Regions from separate parts of the Mus musculus genome. Here all the other regions are linked to region 1. A link is a contact called in public HiChIP or PLAC-seq and promoter capture Hi-C data. All regions are on one chromosome and are shown on one strand. Each heading gives the region's core, a stretch centred on a gene start, on an enhancer-like site or on the middle of the called end of the contact. The rest is flanking DNA. Distances are from core to core; before and after follow the strand shown.

Region 1 (4,265 bases), core at 304-2,803:
ACGAATGTATTGTAGAAGGGGCACGATGCTGGAAGCAATGGCCTCTTCTGAGGGAATAGGACATGGTTACCTATATCAGGAAGAATTGCAAAACAGAATTAGCAGTGTTCTTTGCTAGTAGAATAGGGGTCAACAGTTTTTATGAAAGCGTCTGGTGGATTTAGTGGTACATGCCTGTAATCCCAGCATGATAGGAGGATCACTGCAAGTTAGAACCATCTTGGCCTCCATAACGTGTGTCAGACCAGCTAGCGCTATAGTCAGGCCACGTTTCAGACAAACAAATAAGACATGTCGTTCTTATGGAAGATTCTGAAAGGTTAGTTGGGAAAGTGACATTTCCCCTGGATCCTGAAAGATAGGTGTTCAAAAGACAGATAAGAGCATTGCACAAAGTCTGTGAGTAAAGGTCTCAGAGCCTAGGGCCCAAGTGATATCTACTGTTATAGACCCATTGATTAAGAGTAATGAGGAAGGTTTTGGGTCTTATACTTGTGCAGAGGGTACCCTTGGACCGTATTGTTCCTTTTTGAACATAATTAAGTTTGAATTTTGAAGTGTTTTCCATTTCATTTACTTTTCTTTTTTGAGACAGGGTTTCTCTATCCTGGCTGTCTTGTGTCCAGCACACTGGGTCTTGCTAGGTAGGCCAGGCTGCTGAGATATGAAGTCCTTGGGGTCTTTGGGACTTTGCCCCTTTGGTGCTTGACTTAACAGTTGTCCATTGTTCCTAGCCGAAAAGTCTTTTCTCTCTCATTTGTTGTTTGCTTGGTGTTGAGATGGGGTCTCATATATAAGCAGGCTGGCCTCAGTCTCAAAGATCTACTGCTTCCCCTTCTAAGTGCTAGGATTAAAGCCCTGTAGCAGCATACCTGCCTGAAAGACTCTAAGAATAGAGTACAGACCTGAGAATAGAGATTTCCCCTTTAAAAGTCAATTGTTATTTTGTAACTCAAATTTGTCTTAACTCAGGATCCTCCTGCCTCAGCCTTTGAATACTGGGATTATAGTCTTGTTCTACCATGCCAGGCTTGAAAAGCTTTAAGTAGAACAGCAGGGTCACCTATACCTTAGACTGAGCCAACTGGATTGCTGTCTGGGCAATAGTTTAGACAAAGTAACAGTAGAAAGAATGAATCCAAATAGGAAGCTACTGTAGCAGCATGAACAAATCCTGAACAGTCTGCTTTGCGCCGATGATAGAGTGGAGAAAGAGAGCTAGTGCTTAATACAGAGTCTCAGAGGAAGAGTCACAAGCCTTGGGTATTCATTGTATGGAATGCATTCTGAGTTGGGGAGAGGAGTGAATGAGGCAGACGTCAAAGGTCACCACCAAATGAGTGCAAAGAGATTGCACTCAGAGAAAGCCTCTAATCCTCTGGGGGCGGGTGAGGGGGGCGGAGGAAAAGGAGGGGCGGCCAGAGGACAAAGGAAGTAGTTTGAAGCATAGAGAAGGAAGAAACCCCAGAAGCCAGGTGGCAACACAGAAGCCCCGCCCCCGGCTAGACCCCGCCCCGGGCCCGCCTTTCCTTCCTCTTCTCACCCACCCCCCAGTTGCGACTCATCCTCCTGGGCGGGGAGAGGTGGCAGTCGAGTCCTCCCATATCCCAGCAGGCAGTGCAGTCTGGAGACTCTGACAAAGGAGCAGGGAGCAGTCGCAGCTGCTTTCCGAGGAGCCAGTGTTGCTGAGGTGAGAGTCCCTCAATGTCCCGTCACCCACTTTCTCTGACTTGCGGGGAAGACATGGAACTTACATGGCTGAGACCTCCCCCTCCGGTGTAGACAATGCCAGTACCCGTAGCCAGAGCTTGGCTCTGTGACTGACAGCAGGGCTGTTCAGTGCCGGGCTAAGGTGGGTGGCGGGGACCGGGCAGCGGGTCCACCGTTCTTGGACTGTTGGTGGCCCTTCTGCAGGGTCTCCAGGGCCAGCAGAGTTGTGTAGCTACCCCTGCCTAGACGAAGGCAGCCTCCGAAACCTCCCGCTGCCTGCCCGACAAGAGTTCAGTTGCCTTGGGGATGCAGCTCTAGGGACAACTCTTTGGCGGACATTGCCTGGAGGGCTGTGGGAGGGAAGTCAGTCGACTACCTAGTTTGGGATGACCCTGTCCTCGCCCTTCCTGCAGTTCAGCCGTTCCCCCCCGCGAGCAACTGGACGGAAACGGGGCGGGGGGCGACCGGAGCCAGGCGTCCCAGGATGGCTTTGCCTGAAGGGGCATGAAGGAAAGTAGAGAGACTGGGAGGGAGGGTGGTTGGTGGTCGAAGCAAGTATCTTCTTGGAATTACATAGGGGAGAAAGGAGGTAAGTGGCCTGTATCCTTACCCCTCCCTGGACCTCTGCACAGATCCTGATGGTTGCACCAGCTGCTCAGCTGTAAACAGGCTCACATGACCAGTTTCACATGGAGCCGGGTAGTGTGGAGATAGGGCTGTAAAGGCTGGGCCCCAAGCAGGTGGGGCTGGTCTTAGGCAGGAAGGTTTTAGCCCCTCCCTAGACCTCAGCCCTTAATCTTCTGCTGTTTCCCTCTGGGGAAAGTAACTGACATTTGTCTTTCTCTCACTGAAGTAGCATTGCTGTGCTAGTAGAATGGAAGGAAAGTTCACTTGGGAAAGCCACAGGGCAAGTAAGAAGTGCAAAGGGTCCTAGTATTTTGTCCTTTAAGGACATTTTAAGAGAAAGTAACCCTGAAAAAAAGTTCAAGTTCCTAAATTTTGCCTAAAAGGCAGTCCTGTTCTATTGGAACACTTTTTGTTTTTAATGTGAATTCCAGACAGGAGAAAGTCTACTCTTTTCGGGAAAGGCACACATGGGATTTAATACATTCTTAGTGACGAAAATCTTGTCCACACTTCCTGTAAGTATTAGGAAAGCTCTTTGTGTATAAAATACTACAGTCAGGAAATTGAGTAAGGAGTAGACAGCCAGCTTTTCAATTACACGTATATTTCATATATTTGGTATAGATCGGTGGTAAGTTTGGAGAACAGGAAACATGGCCAAATGTGTCTTTAAAATTTTTCAGTCCGTATTCTCAAACAGGATGTGAGATTAAACTGGTTTTTGAGGGATATGTAGAACTCACAGTGCAATAGAGGTTTCCTGCCGTGCCAGGACACTTGAAATTTTCGAATTTTTCAAATTTAAAGGGGGTTTTGGTAGACCCCCTTTACATGTAGTACACACTTGAGTGTAATGTGCAATATTCTATAGTAGAGTACTAATAGGCAAAGGCATGTTTAGTCTCAGATATTTTATATTTTTTCTCATAGAGGATTTACATGCAAATTCACCATCTGAAAACATAAAACAAACTACAAAAGCCATCCCATTCCTTCCTTAAGCCTAATAAAGACACTCACTGGGCTGAATGTATTGGCATAGCCCTTTAATTCCAGTACTCAGGTGGCAGAAGTAGGAAGGTGAATTTCTGTGAGTTCTAGGCTAGCCAGGTCTACATAGTGAGATGTCTCAAAATATTGCTACCCTCCTCCAACCTTTAAAAAAATGGTTCAAGATAAGATGGATAGTCTCTGGAGTTCTGCATGTGAGTTCCAGGACAGCCAGAGCTACATACATACATACATATATAAGCACATGACATGTATGCACACACAAAAGCAAAAAGAGAGGGTTTAAGATAGAAAATTGAGAACATTTTAATCTTCCCTAAAAGCAAAGAAGATAATGAGTGATATTGTAAAGGCTGTCTTGTCACCCCTTAACTGTCTGGAGAATCTTTACTTACAATAAATATATTAAGCGATTTATTTCTTAAATGTTCTAGATTTCCTCATCTTTATTATGAGGATTTGTTTTAATCTCTATGGACCTCAGTAGCTCTCAGGCTACCAAAGAGTATACAGTTTGGATGGGGGTGGGGAAAGGAGTTGAGACAGTCTTACTATGAATCCTCGGCTAGCCTGGAACTCATTATGTAGCTCAGGCCTGCTTCAAAGTCTAGACAGTTTGTCTGTCACAGGCTTCCAAATGTTGGGGATACAGGTGTGAGGCACCATGCCTGTAAAGTGTGCAATTTTTGACAGATAACTACTTTTGGACAAATGTGTTGGCCAAGTAAAGCAAGAGGTAGCTATGTAGAATCATGATAGAAATGCAAGTTGTATCCTGGAAGAGTCTCTTGGCAAGTGGCTCTATGGGATTTGGGGGCCTGCCTAGTCTACATTGTGAGTACCAGACCACCTGGGTTACATACTGAAACTCTTGTCTCAAACAAACAAACAAAAAAAGATTCTCAGGAGGTAAACTA
Region 2 (4,355 bases), core at 1,071-3,570, 300 kb before region 1:
TGTGTGTGTGTGTCTGTCTGTCTGTCTGTCTGTCTGTCTGTCTCTCTCCCCTCCCTTCTCCCTCTCTCCCTTCCCACTCCCCTTGGCTTCTTGAAACAGAGCTTGTTTGTTTAGTGGCCCTGGCTGACCTGGAACTTATTCTGTAGATCAGGGAGGAAGGCCTGGAACTCTGAGATCTGCCTGCCTCTGCCTCCTTCCAGCAGCAGGGCCAGACTGTTCTCATGGACTACACAGTAACTGAAGCACTGTCTCTGTCATCTGAACAAGTCCCTCATGTAGTTTTACCTTACTAGTGAATACTACTAATGTGCTCGCCTTTCTCTGGGTGCTTATTCGTTCTTGGAACTCCTTGTAACTGTCCCTGCCATGGATCCCTTACTGGCTCAACATGGTTTGTCTCAGGTCAGTTAGTAATATGACTAGTATTATCCCTTGACAGTATCTTTATATGTAGCCGGAGGTACCATAGAATTGAGTGTGGAGCCTGCCTTGCCCTCATTCCTCCAATGGCTCCTCCTCTGATTCCCAGTGCAGGAATCACAGAAGGGAGACCCTGCAACCTCTTTGTATATTTTAATAGAAATGCTCATAAACAACCACAGTGTGTTAGTAGGCTTGGGCTGCCACTAGAAACTAGCCCAGACAGGGTAGCTGAGATGTTATTCTTCACAGTTGTTGATGCTGCATGTCTGAGAGGAGCCTGCCAGGGTAGCTAGGTTGTTCTGCACACCCTCTTCCTGCCTTGCACTCCCCTACCCCCTGCCCTGTCACAGGGTATGTCTTCACAGGGTTCTGAGGAGAGCAAGGTCCCTGCTGTTCCTTAGGATAAAGGCAGAACCTTAGCTCACCCTGAGGTAGCACTTTCCTGTCCTCCTCTAACTGCCTCCCACTGAGCAGAGCTTTAAGCACCAGGAGTGTCCTGCTGACATGAAAGCAGCCAAGCACAAGCACAAAGGCCAGCTTCCTTTGAACTACAGAGTGGTGAAGGTTGCATTGCAGTATCTAGAGCACTGCACATTACTATGGCCTGTGAAATATTTGCCTTCAGAGGACAGAGTCAGGGGCAGAGGAGAAGTTTCCCATTAGCATTTAAAAGGTCACTGTGGCCCTGGCTAAGGAGGAAACACCTACAGAGAGAAGAAGATTTCTGCAGTCACCTGGTTGGTATGGGACATTAGCTGCTGGGGTATCATTTGCAACTCTGCAGGTGGTCAGGAAATTCACAACCCCATATTCTCCTTACCTCAGGGAAATGACCAGGCTTGTGAGGCTGAGCCATCCTCTTTCAGCAGAGGGGTCTCTTTCCATCTGTTTGACTGCTCTTATCTTCTCTGACCTTAAGCATTCAAAATTAATTCCCAGTTTATGATTCTTATGGTTTCTACCTATGCCCTGCTTCAATAGCCTGGCAGATAGGGTTTTAAGTAAATCACGGCATGTACCACGTAATTTTCTGTACAAAGGAAGACGCTGGGGAATTAATATTAATTATGTATTCTCCCTGACAACTGGGATCATACAAAAGGCATACAGTCACATAACCTCCCCTTCTCTCCAAATTTGGAAAAATCTTTTTTCCCCTTCTATTTTTGTACACTGCCTTGTATCATGTAGCTCTGTGTAAGCTCTTCCCACCAGTCTTTGTAGACATTCTACATAAATTTCCATCTCTTGGTACCCTAATGCATCACAGTTAGGGGTTCTTTGACCTGTAACTCTCCAGATACTGCGCGTTCACTGTGCATCCTTCTCTGAAAGGGCAGCTCTGTAGTCTTCTCCTTAGTATATCAGGGGTTGCTATTGACTACAAAAACAGCCTCTCAACATGAGAGCTAGTCCTTCTCACACAGACAGTGAGAGGCAGGCAACTGTGGCCACTGAGCAGCTAGCTCTCTAGGGTGTCCACATCCTAGGATCTGGGAAGGAAAAGAAAGCAGCTGGAGAGGGAAGGGGTTTGGATGGGCGAACTCCATAATCTCTCTCTTATTCTGCAGTGACAGGGAATTGCACCAGCACAAAAAAAAAAAAAAAAAAAAAAAAAAACCGCTAGGAGTCCAGCATCCTCCTAGACTCTCTGAGCCTTCCTCACGAGCGCATAGGTACAATCAGGACTCTTTCCTGTGCTTTGCATCCTGGCTGTGCTTATGTGAAAACAAAACAATTCAAACCACCCCTTAAACATTCTCCTGGTTCGCCCCAGAAACACGCCTGCGCATTGGGTAGCACTAAGGATTGTTGACCCAGCAGCAGCAGCACCACAGAAAAACTGGGGTCCAACCCACAATCATCCTAGCACAAGTCCCTCCTCTTCTCCCACGCACTTCCGGCGACGCCTTGTAATTGACAATCTCTGTGCTCTGCGGATCCAGCAAAGCACAGCTGACCCCATCAAGAGTCCGGAGAGCCTCCAGCCAGCCCGGCCACCAAGCGACTAGATCAGCCCAGAGAGCGCAGCGTCATGGAAGGCCAAGGCAAGGTAAAGAGGCCGAAGGCCTACATGCTCAGGCACAACAGGCGGCGCCGTCGGCGGAACCCCATCCCGTTTCCAGAGCTGTTTGATGGCGAGATGGACAAGCTCCCGGAGTTCATCGTGCAGACCGGCTCCTACATGTTGGTGGACGACAGGACCTTCGACACCGACGAGCTCAAGGTGACGTTCCTCATCACCCGCCTCAAGGGCCGGGCCCTGCAGTGGGTGATCCCCTACATCAAGATCGACAGCCCCCTGCTCAATGATTACAACGGCTTCCTGAATGAGATGAAGCGGGTGTTCGGGTGGGAGGAGGATGAGGACTTCTAGGCCTCTGGCAAGCCTGGCCTGGGGTTGGGGCTCCGGGAGGGTGGGCTGCTGCTGTGTTGTCCTGTGGCTGCAGCCGGGGTCGCCGAGTGCGCCCTCCCCCCGGGCCCCCCTCCTACCCCGAGAACTCCCCCACCTCCCGCGCCCGCCCTGCCTGGAGATCTCGCATGCGCGCGCCCCTGTCTCCTCCTGTGTCCTAGCCTTTGTTCCAGGAATAGCTCCCCAGGCCCCTGCTGCTGTCCCTGCTGGGCCTGGCTCTGGAGAGCACAAGGCCTCCCACTGTTGACAGCTCAGCCCATCCCTGGCAGGTTTGGACACTGTCCCAGGCTCCAGCTGCAAGATGGGCTCCTGTCACCTAATGGACAGATCAACTGCCACCTGATGGACATGTCATGCTGTCCACTGCTTTCTATCTGGTGGACAGACTGCAAGCTTCTGCCCATAAGGCCTGTGCTGACGCTGCCATTTCAAGCCCCTGCACAACCCATCTGTGGACTGGCTGCTGCCCTTAAATGATCTGGACTCACCTGGGAGGTACCTGGGCTGCCCAAGGCCCATGGACATTGATTCACCTTCAGCGGGACCCTTCCCCTCCCTGCTCCCAGAAACCTGCTGTCTCCCATTTTGTCTTGTGGACTAGCTGGTTTTCCTGAGAAACCAGCTTGCAGCTCTTTCTCTGATGTGTATGCCTTTTCCAACACAGTAGCCCCTGTGCTCTTTCCTTCTTGTCTGTTCTACCTGTACAGAAGCCTTTTCCTCACGTTGAATAAACATCAGATGCTATTTAAAAGGAAATGGAGTCTTACTTAGTATAGCATCCTACCACCCCTCCCCACAACCTTACCCCTGCAGGTGTCTGCACATGGGATCGATGTCTAGATAAAGACATGTTCATGGCCTGATGTTCGATCTCACAGCATACTGCAGATATGAGATTCACCTGGTAGCCACACTGGTGGAAGCCTTACTACTAGGCAGTCACAGATGGTGGACCTTTATGCCCTTCAGGAGATGGACCTTCATCTAGTTTTCCCCATTGCAGGCTAAAAGTCATAAAGGTATCTCTGGGTTGAAATGGTTCCTTATAGGAACAATACTGAAGACACAGGAATAATAATAGCTAATTGTCAAACCAAGCACCACCGAATTTGTCACTGAAGTCTAAAAATGTATGTTATCCATCGTTCACAGATCCACCTGAATTGAACTGGTGTGTTAATAAAACCATGGACATACATGCTAACATGCTTCTATGGGGCATGAAAACTTGAATGCCAGACTGCTTATTCATTTAGATCCAGATCTGATTGATTACGCACAGTGTAATACAAGGCGTTTTATCCAGTGGGAAGGGGCAACTACTGTTCATATTTCCTTGCTAACTCTTGAAATCTATTATGTTGAAACAAATCTACTATCTCCTATATTACTAGAAAAAATTGGTATCCCAATACAACCAGATAATCCTTGAGTCACCTTTCAGCATCATATGTATTCTGCTTCTTTCTAATATACTTGGTGGTTCTCCTGAACCTGTATGATTGCACAATACTGTAGT
Region 3 (3,896 bases), core at 40-2,539, 310 kb after region 1:
TCCAAATCCTATCTGAGTTTACATCCCACTCTCTCAAAGATGTCTGCAACCCAAGAAAGGTGGGAAGAGAGACGCTGAGTTTATTTATTTATTTTTTAACATCCAGGCTCTATTTTATAAGGGATTTCTCCCAGATTTTTTTTTTTTTTTGAGTCTTTCACAAAGCTCAGACTGTCCTCGAACTTGCTATGTAGCCAAGGACGCCCTTAAACTTCTGTTTCTCCTGCCTCCTCCGAGTGCTGGACTCTACTGGTCCATGTGCTACCATGCCTGGTTTTTCCAGCTTTGTGTTATTGTGACGTTTTGCAAATATACAAGAAAGTTGCGAACGCGGTGCAATGAAAGACTATTGACTCCCCACCCAGATGCAACCTCATGTTAGCTCCTTGAAATCCATTCCCGTTCCCCCTTCTCTCTGAGTGCCTGTCTGGGTCAGCGGCATCATTTGAAAATCATAATCACTCTTATACTTCATCTCTTTACACTTAGGCACAGTTCTTGTCACCCTGGACACCCTGCTATTAACTTCAACACCGTTCTCATACCTCCCTGGTAAACAGCGCCGTCCCTAAAGATATCCAGCATACAGAAGAAAGACTCCCTTTCTTTCCCTACTCCAGACTCAAAACTTAAGTAGTAAAGACTTTCCTTCTTGGACTGGACATGTATAAGTAAACTGTCGTTCCCTGCCTCAGTGTCATGCCCACCCCTAAAGTGGACCGCCAGGACCTAAGGGAGTCCTCTACCTGAGGGAGAGTTTGGCAGAGAGGCCAGAGCACAGAAGACTCAACAGAGCCTGGGCACACTCGCGCGCCTAGCACTTCCCTTCTGCAATCTGAGGGTCCCTTGTTTCCTCATCCTGTTTCAGGCACCCCCAAGAAAAATAGTCCTAAGAGGCTTGGCTTAGCCGCCCTGTACCCTCCTGGTAGCCCCAAAGACTTGGGCCCTAGTGACTTTAGAGTGTCATTTGTGGCATGGGTCTTTGAGCTGGAGCTTGGTTGCTTCCCTTCCCGCTTTTCCCCTTTCCCCTTTCTCCCTGGTTTTTGTCTCCTGCACCCGCGGCTATGAGGCTCTCTGTACGTGGCCACTCCAGGCTCCCCGTGTCCTTCCCGGCCCTTCCTGGCTGCAGGCCAAGGCTGTGGCTCTGCGTGTCCGCACGGCCTCCCCCCTCCCCCCTTCCGCTCCGGGGCCTCCGAGCGAGCGGGCGAATGGTTGGGCGGGGCGCGGAGCAGCGCATGGCCACGCCCCCCGGGCCGGCTTTTTCTAGGGCTGCTGCGGACCACTGGGCGCTGGCTGCTCCCGCTCGCCTCTTGGGGTGCGCTCGGCTCCAGCCCAACTCCGCCAGCTCCGCCGGCTCCAGCACCGCTCCAACCCGATTCCAGCCGGATTCCAGCCCGATTCCAGCCCGGTTCCAGCCCGATTCCAGCCCGGTTCCAGCCCAGCTCCGTCCCGGCTCCGGTTCTTCTCCGCCACGCCTCTCTGTGAGCCCCTCGCCCCGCGAACCCCGGTTCCCCGGCTGTCCGTCCCTCTGTCCCTCGATGTCCCGCACCACCGCCACCTCGCGCCCTCCCAAGTCTCCGCGACTCGCTCTTCTAACCTCACAACCTCGCCACACCCCTCCGCCCTTTCTCTCTCGCTGTCCGTCTGTCTGTCCGCCTCCCCGCCCGCCTTTTCCTTCCTCTCTCTAGCTTCCCCGGCTTGTTTTCTAGGTCGACGCTGAGGAGCAGCTTCGCAGGAAAATCCCAGAAACCTTTGCAAAAAGCTTACAATGAAATTTAAGAAGTTCTACGATTTCGGCGCCATTTTCGAGTGGAGTGAGAGGTGACTTAGAATCTAAAAAAGAAAAAAACGAGGGGGAAGGGAACTTTTTGGCCCGCCTCCCCCCGCCCCCAACTATGTCTCTGGTCACTACAGACTGTAACAGATACGGGGATAATTCTCAAAAAAATGTTATGCGTCGCGCTGGGTGGGGTGTGGGGGTGGAAAGCGTGTCCGGGGGTCGTGGTGGGGGGAGGACAGATCTTTAAAATGTCTAGCAAGTGAGTGTGGCCAGGGAACTTCTCAGAAAGTGGACTGAGAAGAGTAAACGGGGAGGGGTGGGGAGAGAGAAATGAGTGAGGGGCGGGCAGCCTCAGGCTGTCAGCCTTGCCAGGGTGGGGAGCAACTAGTTTTGACAGACTGTAAATGGGACTTTGGGCCACTCATTTGTAAGCAGTAAAGAATGTCCTGGAAAGAACCGTAAAATTCGTTTTCCATTGTCTCTCGCTAATTAAAACTTTTCAAGGTTGTTTAGTTGTTTTTTTTTTTTTTCCAGTATTGGAAAAGTTTGGCTGGAAGGTGCGGAGGACCTGTGCATCATGTTTTGGGTGTGGGGGCGCATGGCATCTGCAACATTAAAAGACAAAACGTTCTCAACTGGGAAGAGAGGAAGAGGCTTAGTCTTTGGCTCTTAAATCATTTGGCCAAACCCTTCGCAGTTCTGAAGTGGGTGGGGCCATTTTGACCCGTCGTGGTTCTGAAGTGGGTGGGGCCATGGTAACCCTAAAGTATTGATTCTTTGTCTATTGTATCAGCGAATGACCCTCTCTAGAAGTGACCAGACATCTCTTTGTGCTCTCTTTTCGTAAGTAAAGTTAAGCCCAAGGGGAAATACACAAACCCAGGGAGTGAGATGGCTTTTTAAGGATATAAGTCGTTGTAGAGTGATGGGAAGAAAAGAAATGGATGAAGGATAATCTAGAGATGAATTTGATTCCAGTGTATTCGTTAACAAAATTATCTAGTAAGACCTTCGTTTTTGATGATGTTATCTCGAATGAATTTTGTTTTTATGAGTAGTCAACTAAGGAAATGTTAAATTAAGAGGAATTGCAATCTCTGATGTGACATTTGTGTGGGACATAAAGTTAAATTGGGAGAAAAATACGTATCTTTAAAGTATAATTGTATCTTTACTAAACACGGCTTTTCTCTCTCCTCTTTTTAAAGGTGACCATCGATGGTTTTTTCCTCCACAATTCCGTGTCCATGTAAAAATGACTTGTAATATAGCCAAGAAAAGACGGAATTTTCATTCCAACTTAAGGAGTGGGGCTGTTATTATTAATGGCTTTATTTATCATGACCTAAGCAATGCATATGTTAGCACTGGATCATTATCTGTTATGTTAGGAATTTTGTATTTAGTTTAATTACATACTCTGTATATTTTATTAATTAATTAAAAGGACCCAGCATTCATTGTACTAGTTTCGAAAAACGGACATAATTTTAAATGAGAATACAGGAAATTTGTATACAGAATGTTTTTTGCTTTCAAAGGCACTGTAGTTTTGTTGTTTTAGTTATTAGGTTTGTGGTTAAGGACTAAAGGATGGTTTTTGTGCTTTCCTGAATGCTTTGTTTAAACAAGGAAATGAATGTAACTTGTTGCTCATGTGTGTCCATTTTGAAAAGCAACAGTGGGAGCTGAGGAGAGCGCACAGTGCCGGCCATTTCAAGACAAGATTTTCAGTGGCGTGGCTTAAGAAGGAGTGATTTGTATTTAACATCAAGTATTTAAGGATGTCATTTATTTAAAGTTCTTGATTTGTGATTTGATGTCGATGGTAACAAATGTCTTTATAAATAAGCTTGAGTAGCCAGCAATGTATGAGAACATCCAGGAATGTATGTTTCATCTAGAACATTCTCATGCTTTGTCCTTAAAAATAACTAATGACGAGGTGATTACTGTAAGAACGGAGGAAACTACTAGACAAGTCTATTCCATGCCTATAGTATTCAGTAAAACCAACTGGGACTACCCAGAGGGATTTTTTTTTGATTATCAAAAGTTCCTTGCACCAATTTCCAATAAATGATCAAAACCCGGGGACAATAAATGAGACTTATAC
Region 4 (3,947 bases), core at 742-3,241, 410 kb before region 1:
TACAATTGAGGAGTCGTGGTGAAGATGAGACTAGTTGTCCGAAAGAAGCAGAAACCAGTTGAGCTGGAGCTGCCATGCCTGGAAGAGGTTTAGACCCACTGAGACACGTGGAAAGGACTCTCTCCAACCTGTTGAGCTGCCTGCAGGCTGTGCAGTGTGCTCCAGGTCCCCGGCTTTGTGAGCTCTCACCCATCCTGGGGTGGGCTTTGGTGATGCAGCTGCCTCCGAGTTATTTCTGCTCCTGTAAGTAACCCCTCACACATATTCCTGTAAGGAATCCCAGTAATACTCATGGGTCCACCAAGTTGGACTTCATTGACATCTATAATATAGACAGTCCTAATTCTACCACAGTTAATGCAATAGCCAAAATTTGGCCTTTATTATTACAGATTGTTTATATTTGCTTGTTTATTGTGTATAAGAACAACTCAGTGGAATTCTCCCTTTCTCCCATGTGGATTCAGGCCTTGAAATTCAGGTGGCAGGCAGGGAAACAAGACATTTGACTGGCTCAGCCTTCTTGCCAGCTCTGATTTTGCCATCTTTAATGCATACAGCATTCAATGGCCTAAAGTTCAAATTATTTGGATTTATTTATTCAAATTCATTTGTTTATTTAATGTGTTTGTGTGTGCATAATCTCATGCCACAGTACACATGTGTGGATGTCAGAGAACAACTTGCAGAAATTGATTTTCTCCTACTTTTTGCATACTAGGGATCAAACTAAGGTCTTTAGGCTTGGCACTAAGCACCTCTACAAGGTGAGCCATCTTGATATCCCGAATTCTACCACCCTGGATGGGTGCAGAAGAAAATGGCTTTAATTATTTTATTTTATTTTATTTTATTTTATTTATTGGGGGGGGGCACATTTCACTCACTGCTGCACAGACCTGGCAGCCATAAAGAGAACTTTACAAGAATTGGTTCTCTCCTTCTACATCATGGATTCAGGAACTCCAGCTCAGTCCATCAGGTTTGGTGGCAAGTACCTTTCTCTGGCCCCTCAGCCATTTCACTACCATGTTGAAAAATATAACACCAAATGGTTTAATTATTTTATTTTCTGTGTGTTTGTATGTGAATACAAGAGCACAATGACAACAGTGTAGAGGTCAAAGGACAATTTGCAGAAATCAGTGATCAATTTCTGGAGTTCTGTACTCAAAGTCAGATTTAGTGGCAAACCCCTTTACCCACTGAAGCATCCTGCTGTAATTCTACCTTGAATGCATACAATAAAGTTGTCTGTTTTTAAATTACACTTGTTTGTTGGAGTGTGGGGAGGTGGAATATGCACACATATCATGGCACACACAAGAAATAAGGTCAAAGAACTGGAGGAAGTGGGTGGGCGGGTTGGGGAGCACCATCACATAGAGGCAGAGAGAGGGGGGATAAGGGGGTTGTGGAGGGGAAACTGGGGAAGGAGATAACATTTGAAATGTAAATAAATAAAAACAAATTTATAAAATGGGGGGGGGGAGAACTGGAGGAAATCAGTTCTCTCCAGGGTGTAGGTTCCAGGCATGTTTGGCTGCAAGTCTGTATCAGCTGAACCATAGGATATGCGGGAGTGAGGTTGGGGGAGGGGTGTGTGCAGCGGAGGAACATTAACTGGGCTGCTCTTTACAAGAACATGGGAGTTATGGGATTATGTGGAGTCTAGTGATTATCTTTCATTGCTTTACTCAAATATTAGGACAAACGCAAAAATCTTGAAGCTGATAAATTAGAATAGAGCCCTCCCACAGCAGGAGGGCCTGAAAAGCAGCTTTAACACTCAACAGAATGCATGAGCGTGAGAGAGGCGCTAAGATCTTTGCTACTACTCTTCATCCTCCACTTGGTGGCGTACCTGCACATCTTACGTACGTCTGCCTTACTCTGCTTTTGCCCTTTCCCCCACCCCACCCAGCCCTCCTGCTGGGCTGGGACTCAACCTTTTAGCTCCTCCCAGCTCCGCCTACCTGCCCTTTTTGCCTCATGTTTGGAGCTCGCTGGCTCTGCCTCCCTCGAAGGTTTCTCCGGGTCCTCCTTACTTAAAGCTCAAAACGGCGCAGGACATAGGACAATGTTCACAGTTCTATGGACTTTCTGCAATAGAGACTTAGAGTGCAAGACCGAGAAACTATGGCCAACAACAATCTGAACCGCCCGCTCAACACTAATGTGGCTGATTCTTCCAACTCCAGCTCAACACCTGGCACTGCTCCACCACCATCTTCCAGCGACCCCCAAGTGCTCGGCCACCAGGCTCCCAGTTCCAGTGCCTCCAGCCTCACCGAGGACTGCTCGTCCAGTTTTGCGAGAGACCTGAACAGCTACAATAATGGTCAGTCGGGGGCAACTGGTGCGGTGTCCTGGGAAGCTCCCCATGAGCCCTCAGAGGCTAACGCGGTGTCGCAGATCCACCCGCGGAATGGCGAACATAGCCTGCAGCAGAAGCCTAAGCCACAGAAGGTGAGCGGCTCGAGCTCCCTGGCCACTTCTGAGCGCTATAAGACTGAGCTATGTCGGCCCTTTGAGGAAAGCGGCATTTGCAAGTATGGCCACAAGTGCCAGTTCGCGCATGGCTACCGCGAACTGCGTACCCTGTCAAGGCACCCCAAGTACAAGACGGAGCCTTGCCGCACCTTCCACAGCGTTGGCTTTTGCCCCTATGGCACTCGCTGTCACTTCATTCACAACCAGCCCGAGCAGCAACCTGTGCTTTCCGAGAGCACCTTGGAGGAGCCCAGCTCCTTCAATGGCTCCAATGTGCTGCATTTGGGCGTTAACGGGGAGCAGCAGCCCGGACTGCAGAGTGACAGCCCTTCGGGCTTCCTGTCGGTCAACAGTCAAGCCCTCCAGGCACCTCTGCAGCTCAACCAGCAGGCGTTGAGCTCAGGCGGGGTTATGCCCTCATCACACCCTGCAGCCGCCAACCTCCGGATGATGTGCTGCAGAACATCATCCTCTACCACAGCCCACGACGCTGACAAAGACCCCGACAAAGATGCTGACAAAGACCCGAGCAACAACTCAGCCAACGATGCCCTCGCCTTCCCCCAGGAGCCAGGTGACTTCTCTCCTGTGGCATTCCAGAACCCTAACACTGCTACCACGACTCCCACTGCCTTCTACAACAACCAGCAGCAGATGGGCCTGGCAGCTTCCGCGCAGTTCCAGATGCCCCTTGCCAGGCCTCTGCCTTCAGCCACCATCTTTGGCCAGGCCAGTGTTGGTCCTGCCCTTACTCCTGGTGCTGCCATGGCTCCTGGAGCTGCCCTTGCTCCTGCGGCAGCCCTCACTCCTGCGGCAGCCCTTGCTCCTGGGGCGGCCATGGCTCTTGGAGCTGCCATGGCTACTGGGGCTGCCATGGCTACTGGAGCTGCCCTCACTCCTGGGGCAGCCCTCGCTCTTGGAGCTGCCATGGCTGCTGGGGCGGCCCTTGCTCCTGGAGCTGCCATGGCTCCTGGGGCTGCCATGGCTACTGGAGCGGCCCTCGCTTTTGGGGCTGCCATGGCTACTGGGACTACCCTCACTCCTGGGGCTGCCATGGCTCTTGGTGCTGCCATGGCTACTGGAGCTGCCCTCGCTCCTGGGGCAGCAGTGGCTCCTAGGGCGGCCCTTGCTCCTAGGGCTGCATTTGCTCCTGGGGCGGCGGCCCTCGCTCCTAGGGCTGCCCTCCCTCCTGGAGCGGCCCTCACTCCTGGGGCTGCACTTGCTCCTGGGGCGGCCCTCGCTCCTAGGGCTGCCCTCCCTCCTGGGGCTACCCTCCGTCCTGGGGCGGCCCTCATTCCTAGGGCGGCCCTTGCTCCTGGGGCTGCCCTCGCCCCTGGAGCGGCCCTCACTCCTGGGGCTGCACTTGCTCCTGGGGCGACCCTTGCTCCTAGGGCAGCTCTCGCTCCTGGGGCTGCCCTTGCTCCCAGAATTACCATCACTTCCAGGGCTGCCAT
Region 5 (3,988 bases), core at 954-3,453, 340 kb after region 1:
ATGTTTCCCACGTCCGAGTCTCCGAGTCTTCCAGCCTTATCAAAACCTGGAAAGGTTTAATGTATTCTGAGGGAGATGACTCAGAAGAGGGCTTTAAAAATCCATATGAGAATTACGAGGAAAAATTTGTTAGAACCTGAAGATTCCTTTTTATGTTATGTATTCATTCATTGTTTGGTTGTAGTGGTGTGTGTGTGTGTGTTCCAGTGTGATCACGCCACAGCACCCACGTGGAGGTCAGAGGACAACTCTTGAGAATCAGTTCTTTCCTTCCGCCACGTCAGGCCCAGGGACTGACTTCAGGTCCTCAGGCTTGGTAGCAAGAGCCTCTCATTAGACCAACAAGAAGACTCTCAGGAGAAGGAAGGAGGATAAATATAGAGCACTGGGGGAGAAAAAGCTCTAAGTTTATTATAGACATGTATGGAGCTGTCCCACAATAAAAATTAAAAGTTAATTTTAAGGCTTGTCATGGTGGCACAGACCTTTAATCCCAGAACTCAGGAGGCAGAGGAAGATGGATCTCTAGGTGTTTGAGGCCAGCCTGGTCTACATAGCCAATTAGTTACAAGCTACAAGTTCCAGGCTAGCCAAGACTACAGAGTAAGACTGTGTCTCAAGATAGATAGATAGATGATAGATAGATAGATAGATAGATAGATAGATAGATAGATAGATAGATAGTAGATATGGCACATATTTTAAAAATATAAGCTTGAACATCCACTCTGGCAAATGAGACATGAGGAGAGTATCAAGTTCTTTGAAAACAGTTGACACACAACCAAGTTCCTTTGACTAGACCTTTCTGTATGGCTCTGACTTGTTTGGGTTTGTCCTAATAGGAATTAAAATTACAGAATGGTAAATGAGGGCATAATAGGATATAAACTCCAGCCAAGCAAACTGCTACAAATAACACAGTGATATTCAAATTGGGGGAGAAGAAAATAACTAAGTGGTTATGGAAAACATGAAGTTTTGATTGGGTACCAAAAGATTTAGGAATAAAAGATCTATACATGCATAACTGTCTAGTCAGCTTGTTACCAGTATGTGTAATTTCATGATACTAAGGTAAAGTAAATGAGGGAATAGAGTATATACCAAGAATCATAGCTCTCACTGTTGAAGAAACAAATTGAAAATAAGGAAAGAGGAGCTGCCAAGATTCTCAGTGGGTAAAGAGCTAGCTGTGTAACCCTGACAACCTGAGTTTAATCATCAATACCCACATAACAGTGGGAGAGGATCTGCTTCACAGTGATCCTCTGACTTCCTCACACATGCTGTGGCACAAATGTACCCTCCACACATCATACACACAAATAAAAATTGCTTAAAGAAAAATAGAGTTTTTAGAAAAGAGGGGAAACTAGAATGAAACTTGTTTATTAATTTACCCTAGCGTGGAGCAGGGTAGATGTGTGTTTACTTTAACCTGTACCTAGACAAACACAGAAACAGATTTTGACATATGACAGAAAGGATTAGTATGACTGTTTGTTTTACCTGGCACTGTCCCCTGAGAGACCCTACAACCAATGACATTCCAACAGCAATGAGCATCCCCAGTGCCCAGATCTTCAATTCTAATTCCATTTCCTTTTAAAGGAACCAGGGCTCATCAGAAAATGCCTGAGTCTAGACCAGGGAAAGGACAATACAGGTGAGTCTGTAATGTCCTGTGTTCCAAAAAGAGAGAGACAGGTGACAAGAGATCACAAGGGCTGGTGGGAAAATGGAGAGCAGTAAGTTCCAGGGAGGGCTCAGTGGAGAAAGAAGAAAAGTGAAGATCAGAGTTAGGATCCCTAGATCTTACATTTTAAAAAGAAAGAAAGAAAAACTGGTAGCATTGGGGCCCAAATGTAATTCCAACACTCACCCTGGAGGTGAGATGGATTCAAGGGCAAGCTGGGTAGAGCTAGACTAGCTAGATCATCAGCAAGCTCCAGGCTTAGTAAGGAACTCCAATTCAGTAAATAAAATGAAGATTGAGGAAACCATCAAATGACAACTTCTGTCCTCAACAAGCACAAACACACACACACACACACACACACACACACTACATACACTATGTATGCAAAGTAAAAGTTCTAGATAAAGGAAGCCATGTGTGTTACAAGCAAATCTTTGAATGGGGGGACAGCCGGGGCGGGGGTGTTAGGAAAGGAAGTGCTGCCGAAAAGCTATCAAGTTTGAAAGTCACTTCAGTCACGAGTCAGAATGAGGAAGCCCGTTACAAAGTGCATTCAGACAATATAAAGCAAAAACTTGAAATTTAATTTGACAGTTTATCAGAAACACTTGAGGTTACAAATCATCATAAAAAAAATTAAAAGCATTTCTCTTTCAAGTGGCTGGGGGTGTCTATAAAATTCACATTTACAAATGGCAAAGAGCACCCATAATCCTCCATACGAAAAAGTTATTTTGTCTGAAGCTGCCCACAAGATTGTAAAATAGGCCAGAAGAAAAATGTGAAGAGCCCATTGGTAAAAAGGTCTATAAGCCTTTGAAAATACTGACTAATGCCACAGAAAGTCAAAAGGCATGCTTAAAGTTCAGCCGGGCCCTCCAAAAGCCATGTATGATATCTAAGTAATTTCTGATTATTACCTGCAATCAGCTTAATGCATTTCCTCTATTGTTAGTGTATTCATTTCTACAGAAAATTTGGCTTAAATGACAGTGCATTACTCAGAAAGATTCTGGAATAAAATTGCCTCTGTTTAAATTCCTTATCTGATATTTACTAGCTGCGTGATCTGGGAAAATCTTCAACCCTCTCTGGACCTGCATTTCATTATCTGTAAAGTTGAGATGAAAGAAAAAAAACAAAAGTTCTTATCAAAGCAGTTCTACTGTCTAACAGACATATAATAATGGTAAAAAATATTAACTACTCTCAGTAACCAACAATTAGGGGTTCTTTCACCCTCAACCCCCCAAAAATGTTTTCCCTCTGTACCTGTGGGTTCCGAATGTTTGGATTCAACCAGCCTGAGATTGTAAATTTTTGAAAAACAAAATCAGATCCATATTGAACAGGATTTTGTGTTTCATTCCCTCAACAATACAGTCTAACAACTTTTTACATAACTTTCATATAGTGCTATATATTACTGGTAATATAAAGATGATTTAAGGTATATAGAAGGTGGTGTCAGGAACACCTCTCTACACATATCGGCAAGGATAACTTCAGCTTTCCCTGTCTTGAAGAAATGCCCCCCAGAGCCTCCCCTGAACAGTCTTGTGAGTTGTCCCAAGGCTGTTTTTTCACCCACCTCCCTATCTTGTGGAGGCTGCCTCCTGGGTTCTGGAAAGGCATGGGACTTTTGACCTTGCCTCCCCAATAAGAGTACAGCTGCAGGTCATAAAATCATTAGGCTGGAATCTGGAACTGACCTCCCGTGACAGCAACCCACTGTCTGAGCAATCCTGTGGGACCTGGGATCTGGGGAGCTGACACCATGCTGGTTTCCATGGTCTAAGTAAAAAACAAACAACACAAAACAAACCCCCAAAAGTCTCTGTATTCACTTGGGCCTTTTTCTTTTTCAGGCAAATCTATGATGAGCCCAAGCTAGCCTTTGTAGGTGTTGCTTTGTAGGACGGCTTGGCTCTGATAATGCTAAGAACTATAATGGAATGTGATGTTGAGGTGGTTCCAGTGGTCAGGGCAGGGTTCACCAAGGTGACCAATGAAGCAGCCATTCTGCTGAGTGGTGAGAAGGAATGTTAGGGTGAAGGGGCAGGGGAAAGCAGGATGCTGAGACAGGTTTGGGGACTGGTAGAATGATGCTGTGGTGGAGGCGAAGGAGTAATGAGGGATAAAAGAGAGAAGTGAGCAGGGGCTAACTTATATGTGGGTTTGTAGGCCACAGAGCAGTTTGTTTTCTGAAGTGCGAAGGAAGTGATATGATTTATACTTGGAAAAGATCATCTTCCTCTCAAAAGTAAAATAAATGAATAAAAATTT
Region 6 (3,806 bases), core at 209-2,708, 460 kb after region 1:
GAGCTTAGTCAATGGCTAGTATCTTAAAAGAACGTTTTCTACCGAAAAAAACAAACAAAACAAAACTGCAGTTCCGGAAGATGAAAAACCTTCCGCATGCAAGCCAGTTGAAATTCACAGATATAAGTGCGATCCTCCAAAGATAACACGGTCTTTCTCTCAGCAAAGTTGCAGTGAAGAGAAATAAATGAATAGGAAATGTACCGGAAGGGCACCTGAATTTGGTTGCACGATATTATTACATGCTTCGCACTGCTTTTTTTTTTTTTTTTTTTGCGGTTATTCAAAAGGAAACTAAAGGAATTTTCCAGTTGTTTCAAGCCAAAGGGTAGTGAAGAAATTTGAACTGTATGAATAAGACCCGATATTACGTAGGAACCAGAGGAAAATTAAAGGCTTTTCAAACATCAAAAGATTTGTTTTTCACTTTCACACAGAATATCGAAACGAATAGAAACTGCAAAAGAACGCCGTGCTGTTCGCCCATGTAATAAAGGACCAGGCAGGAAACAGAGCGGATTCTCTCCGTTATGTATTCCCCAATCGCACACTAGCCTCCTAGATCTCCCTCTAACCAAGGCGCTGGATAAACTCGAAAAAGTCTCTTCCTTCCCAACACTTCAGTAGGTTCCTTTCAGCCAGAAAGTCGGGGTCCCCCCCCCCTCCGATTGTCCTTGGCCAAGTCTCTGGAATTCAGGAAAATATCACCTTCTTCACACTCCTCCCTTCCCCAGGAGTTCGTCCTCTAAGGACCTGACTCCGAAGCATCTCCTTATCCATCACTTTCGCCCGATTCCCCTTACTGGGGAGTTTTTCTTTTTCTCCCCCTCATTCCGTAAGGCTTACCCTCATGCCATCCTAACCATTTTTTTTTTCTCTTACACTTCGGAAGTAGTCACCCTCCTTACCACTGAAACCATCTAAGCGTCAGCAGAGTTTTTTTTTTTTTGAAGCCCCCATCCCAGTATTTCTCTCCTCCGATGTGAAGCCCCCTCCCCCGAAGTCTAGGCTGCCGCCTAACATGTCCCTCAGCGCCCCCACGGCACTAGGTCGCCAGCCTCTGTAGGGAGCACCGACAATGCGCGGCGCCTCTGGGGGTCCCTGACAATGAAGGAGACCACCGCCAGTCCCCCCCGTAACAACGGGCAGGGGCGGCGGCCTGGCCACCGCCATCCTCTTCGTCTTCTCCCGCCAGAGAGAGAATGGGGGGCCCCTGGCTACCGCGGGGAACTCACCAGTGGGGCTCACGGCTGGGCGAAGGGAGGACAGCGCCCACGAGGGAAGACGGGGAAGGCGGGAGTCGGTTCTCCGGCACTGCCGAAGAGCGGGGCTCTGTCGCCAGGGGTAGTTTCCTTTCATTCGAGGAGAGACGGGCTCGCCGAGCGCCCTTACGTTGCCTCCCTCCGTACGCACACGACCCACAGGACGTTGAGACGTCTCGAGCGCGCCGGGCACTCTGATTGGCCACCGAGCCGGGGCGGTTGAAGCCGCCGAAGGACGGCGCACGCGCGCAGACCGGCCCCTCGAAAGGTTCGGGGTGCCCCGCCTCCTGCTCGCGCGCGGACCTTCTATTCTCCGCTCTGCCGCCCGGCTGAGGCTTGGGGGGCAGGAGTGGAGGAGACGGAGAAAGAGATTTGAAGAGAAAGCTAGGCACTGGGAGGAGAAGGCGTTGGGTTGGGGCCAGAAAGCCTGGGACCAGGTCCTGGGGAACCGGTTTTCCCGCGAAGCAAATGCACAGGCCTTAGCCCTTGCACTTGTTCGTCGAGGCCTTTTTACATCCATTATTTCATTGTACTCTCCTGGCATCCCTGTGGGGTCCTCCTTTCGCCTGATTTCACTGCCGGCAAAGAGCTCCCAGTGCAGTTTTCTTATTTGCATGGCCGTCTTTGGGCTAATCGTTTTAATCACTCAACCTTTTTTTTTTTTTTTTTTTTTTTTTTTTTGGAGGAGGAGGACGGAATGTCTTGGAAATGAGGATGAAATACCTTCCAAGTTTATTGTGAAGAAGACTAAGGATGCAACTGAAGCATGTATTACCGTAATAGCTGGCTGACTCTTTGTAAATGCTGGAGTTGCCATAATCAAAAAAGATGAGTGATTTTCTTTATATTCCACACAAATGAGCTACATACCTAAACCAGTGCGCGCTCTCTCTCTCTCTCTTTCTCTCTCTCCCTCCCTCCCTTTCTCTCTTAGCTTATTGGAGGCATACTCCTGACTGTGACTCTCAGCTCCCTCACTTCTAGCTCTGTGACCTTGATCACGTTGTATTACCTCTCGTCCCTCAGACTTATCAATTCTAAAATGGAGAACGCAATGGTCTCCCTCACAAAATGTTGTGAGAAATGAGTTAATATGTACAAATCACATTAATGTCTGGGGACATAGTATACTTTATGTGAGGGTCAACTTTTGTTATTTTCTTCTGGCCTCTGTGAGGGGAAACCATTTTTTAAAAAGAAAAAAAAATCTAACGAACCAGCGAGGCTTTAAAAAGCTGTCTGATTTAGCCATGTTTCCTGCAATGGGAGTGAATTTACACTCTGGATCCAATGTTTTTACATGTTGTTCCATCAATCTTTATGGGTTTTTTTTTCTTTTCAAGGTCAACCTTAAATTTCATTGCACAAGAAACCAGTAATCATAGTGGTGTAACATTGATTCATTCACATGGAACTCAATGAGGACCTACAAATCAATCATTTAGCTTTAAGGTATCTTTCTGTAGTGCAGGTGCTGAGTTATCTATCTGTCCTGATTTTAGCACCTAGACCTGTGCTCCCCCCCCCTTACTTCACATCTCTCCTGTGCTGTAGAAGCATCGGGCACCAGTTGCTTTGCCCTACCTTGCCTTCACTCTTAAAAGATCCACCTGCTTCCACTGCCCTTTGCCTGCGGTTACTCTTTAAGGTAGTGACTAGAGATTTGCATAGGAAGATCCACAATGAGTATTCCATTTAAACTGTATGTAAATCAGAGGCCTTCCACCACCATCTCCCAAGTTTTATAGGTTTATTGATGCCACAATCATACAGATAAATATGTAAGAGAAAATGCACTTGAACAGCATAGGTCTTTTTGACACCCTAGTCCCACATTTTTACCATTCTTTCATCCACTCTTTTATTCATGCACTTACTTGAACACAATTTAAGCCAATAAAAGTTTGCAAAACGAAGTTCCAAGCCAAAAGGAAACAGATTAATCTGACACAAGCCCATTGAGTTCACGATCTAAATACTGAGGCCATCAAGTAAACCAATACGGAATGATGTGCTGAAGGTGCACACCTAAGGAAGAGTCGTACACTGCCCGATGTGTACAAAGCACTGTGGTCAGCTACAGCACAATAATGATTAAGACACAGCTTTTGCTTTCAGCTCATTACAGTCTACTAAGAAAAAGACAAATGGCTACAACAGGAGATGTAAGCAGTAAGTACCTTACAGACAGGGAGAAGTAAAAGAGAGTTCCTAGAGTGTTATCAGTGGATTCAGTTACCTTCGGGCCCAGGCGTGGTAACCAGTCCCAATTAGCATGACTGATGGATGCAGCCTGTTATTTCCTGCTCTTAGTGCCTGGGGATCTAGCATAGGCCACACTGATCTCCTAGTGATTCACCAGTACCAATCCTCTTCTACTCTTCTCCTTCGGGCTCCAGTTACTGCTTTTTTTGTACTTCATACTCAGCAACGGTCCCAACATCATCTAATACATCCATCTCACTCTGATCCAATTGGCTCTGCCCTGGGGCACCAGTTGCTTTGCTCTAGCTTGCCTCTACTCTCAAAAGATCCATCTGCTTC

Evidence for each region. Promoter capture Hi-C pulls out the DNA fragments that hold promoters and counts their contacts. HiChIP or PLAC-seq counts read pairs in DNA pulled down with a chosen protein or histone mark. Capture Hi-C pulls out chosen DNA fragments and counts their contacts.
Region 2: a promoter capture Hi-C map of liver shows a contact between it and region 1. The contact joins the promoter of Rtl8b here to the promoter of Mospd1 in region 1. A contact is called at or near these places in 1 of 39 promoter capture datasets (pre-B cells) and 1 of 9 other capture datasets (liver).
Region 3: a promoter capture Hi-C map of pre-B cells shows a contact between it and region 1. The contact joins the promoter of C430049B03Rik here to the promoter of Mospd1 in region 1. A contact is called at or near these places in 10 of 39 promoter capture datasets (the C10 cell line, the HPC-7 cell line, cranial neural crest and 6 more) and 3 of 484 Hi-C or Micro-C datasets (embryonic stem cells, erythroblasts and liver).
Region 4: an H3K4me3 HiChIP or PLAC-seq map of embryonic stem cells shows a contact between it and region 1, with 5 times the contacts expected there. The contact joins the promoter of Zfp36l3 here to the promoter of Mospd1 in region 1. A contact is called at or near these places in 3 of 39 promoter capture datasets (cranial neural crest, hippocampal neurons and stem cell-derived epiblast-like cells) and 1 of 115 datasets of contacts at active chromatin or transcription factors (embryonic stem cells).
Region 5: a contact with region 1 is called in a promoter capture Hi-C map of the HPC-7 cell line. The contact joins the enhancer-like site here to the promoter of Mospd1 in region 1. A contact is called at or near these places in 10 of 39 promoter capture datasets (the 3T3-L1 cell line, the C10 cell line, the HPC-7 cell line and 5 more), 1 of 484 Hi-C or Micro-C datasets (granulosa cells) and 1 of 9 other capture datasets (pancreatic islet).
Region 6: a promoter capture Hi-C map of erythroid cells shows a contact between it and region 1, with 8 times the contacts expected there. The contact joins the promoter of Phf6 here to the promoter of Mospd1 in region 1. A contact is called at or near these places in 13 of 39 promoter capture datasets (the 3T3-L1 cell line, 3T3-L1-derived adipocytes, the C10 cell line and 7 more), 1 of 484 Hi-C or Micro-C datasets (erythroblasts) and 1 of 9 other capture datasets (adipose tissue).

The regions. Positions count from the first base shown.
Region 1 is chrX:53,367,847-53,372,111 of GRCm38.p6, reverse strand. Mospd1 (motile sperm domain containing 1) reads left to right here and starts at 1,553. Exons shown (of 6, transcript NM_001290514.1): 1 at 1,553-1,690.
Region 2 is chrX:53,668,402-53,672,756 of GRCm38.p6, reverse strand. Rtl8b (retrotransposon Gag like 8B) reads left to right here and starts at 2,320. Exons shown (of 1, transcript NM_001018063.2): 1 at 2,320-3,592. The coding sequence starts at 2,459. The coding sequence ends at 2,800.
Region 3 is chrX:53,054,583-53,058,478 of GRCm38.p6, reverse strand. C430049B03Rik (RIKEN cDNA C430049B03 gene) reads left to right here and starts at 1,289. Exons shown (of 4, transcript NR_038185.1): 1 at 1,289-1,481; 2 at 1,710-1,821; 3 at 2,315-2,337; 4 at 2,989-3,896.
Region 4 is chrX:53,774,438-53,778,384 of GRCm38.p6, reverse strand. It overlaps Zfp36l3 (zinc finger protein 36, C3H type-like 3), which reads left to right and starts at 1,991. Exons shown (of 2, transcript NM_001009549.2): 1 at 1,991-3,947. The coding sequence starts at 2,140. It also overlaps a transcript of Xlr not described here.
Region 5 is chrX:53,027,961-53,031,948 of GRCm38.p6, reverse strand. No RefSeq gene overlaps it. Among named protein-coding and RNA genes, the nearest start is that of Mir450b, 18 kb to the left of the region's middle. Within about 2 kb of position 2,203, at least 4 of the 459 cell types and tissues checked have an H3K27ac peak or open chromatin away from gene starts, as enhancers often do. A contact at or near this core is called in the HPC-7 cell line, where this site is marked.
Region 6 is chrX:52,909,866-52,913,671 of GRCm38.p6, reverse strand. Phf6 (PHD finger protein 6) reads right to left here and starts at 1,458. Exons shown (of 11, transcript NM_027642.2): 1 at 1,236-1,458.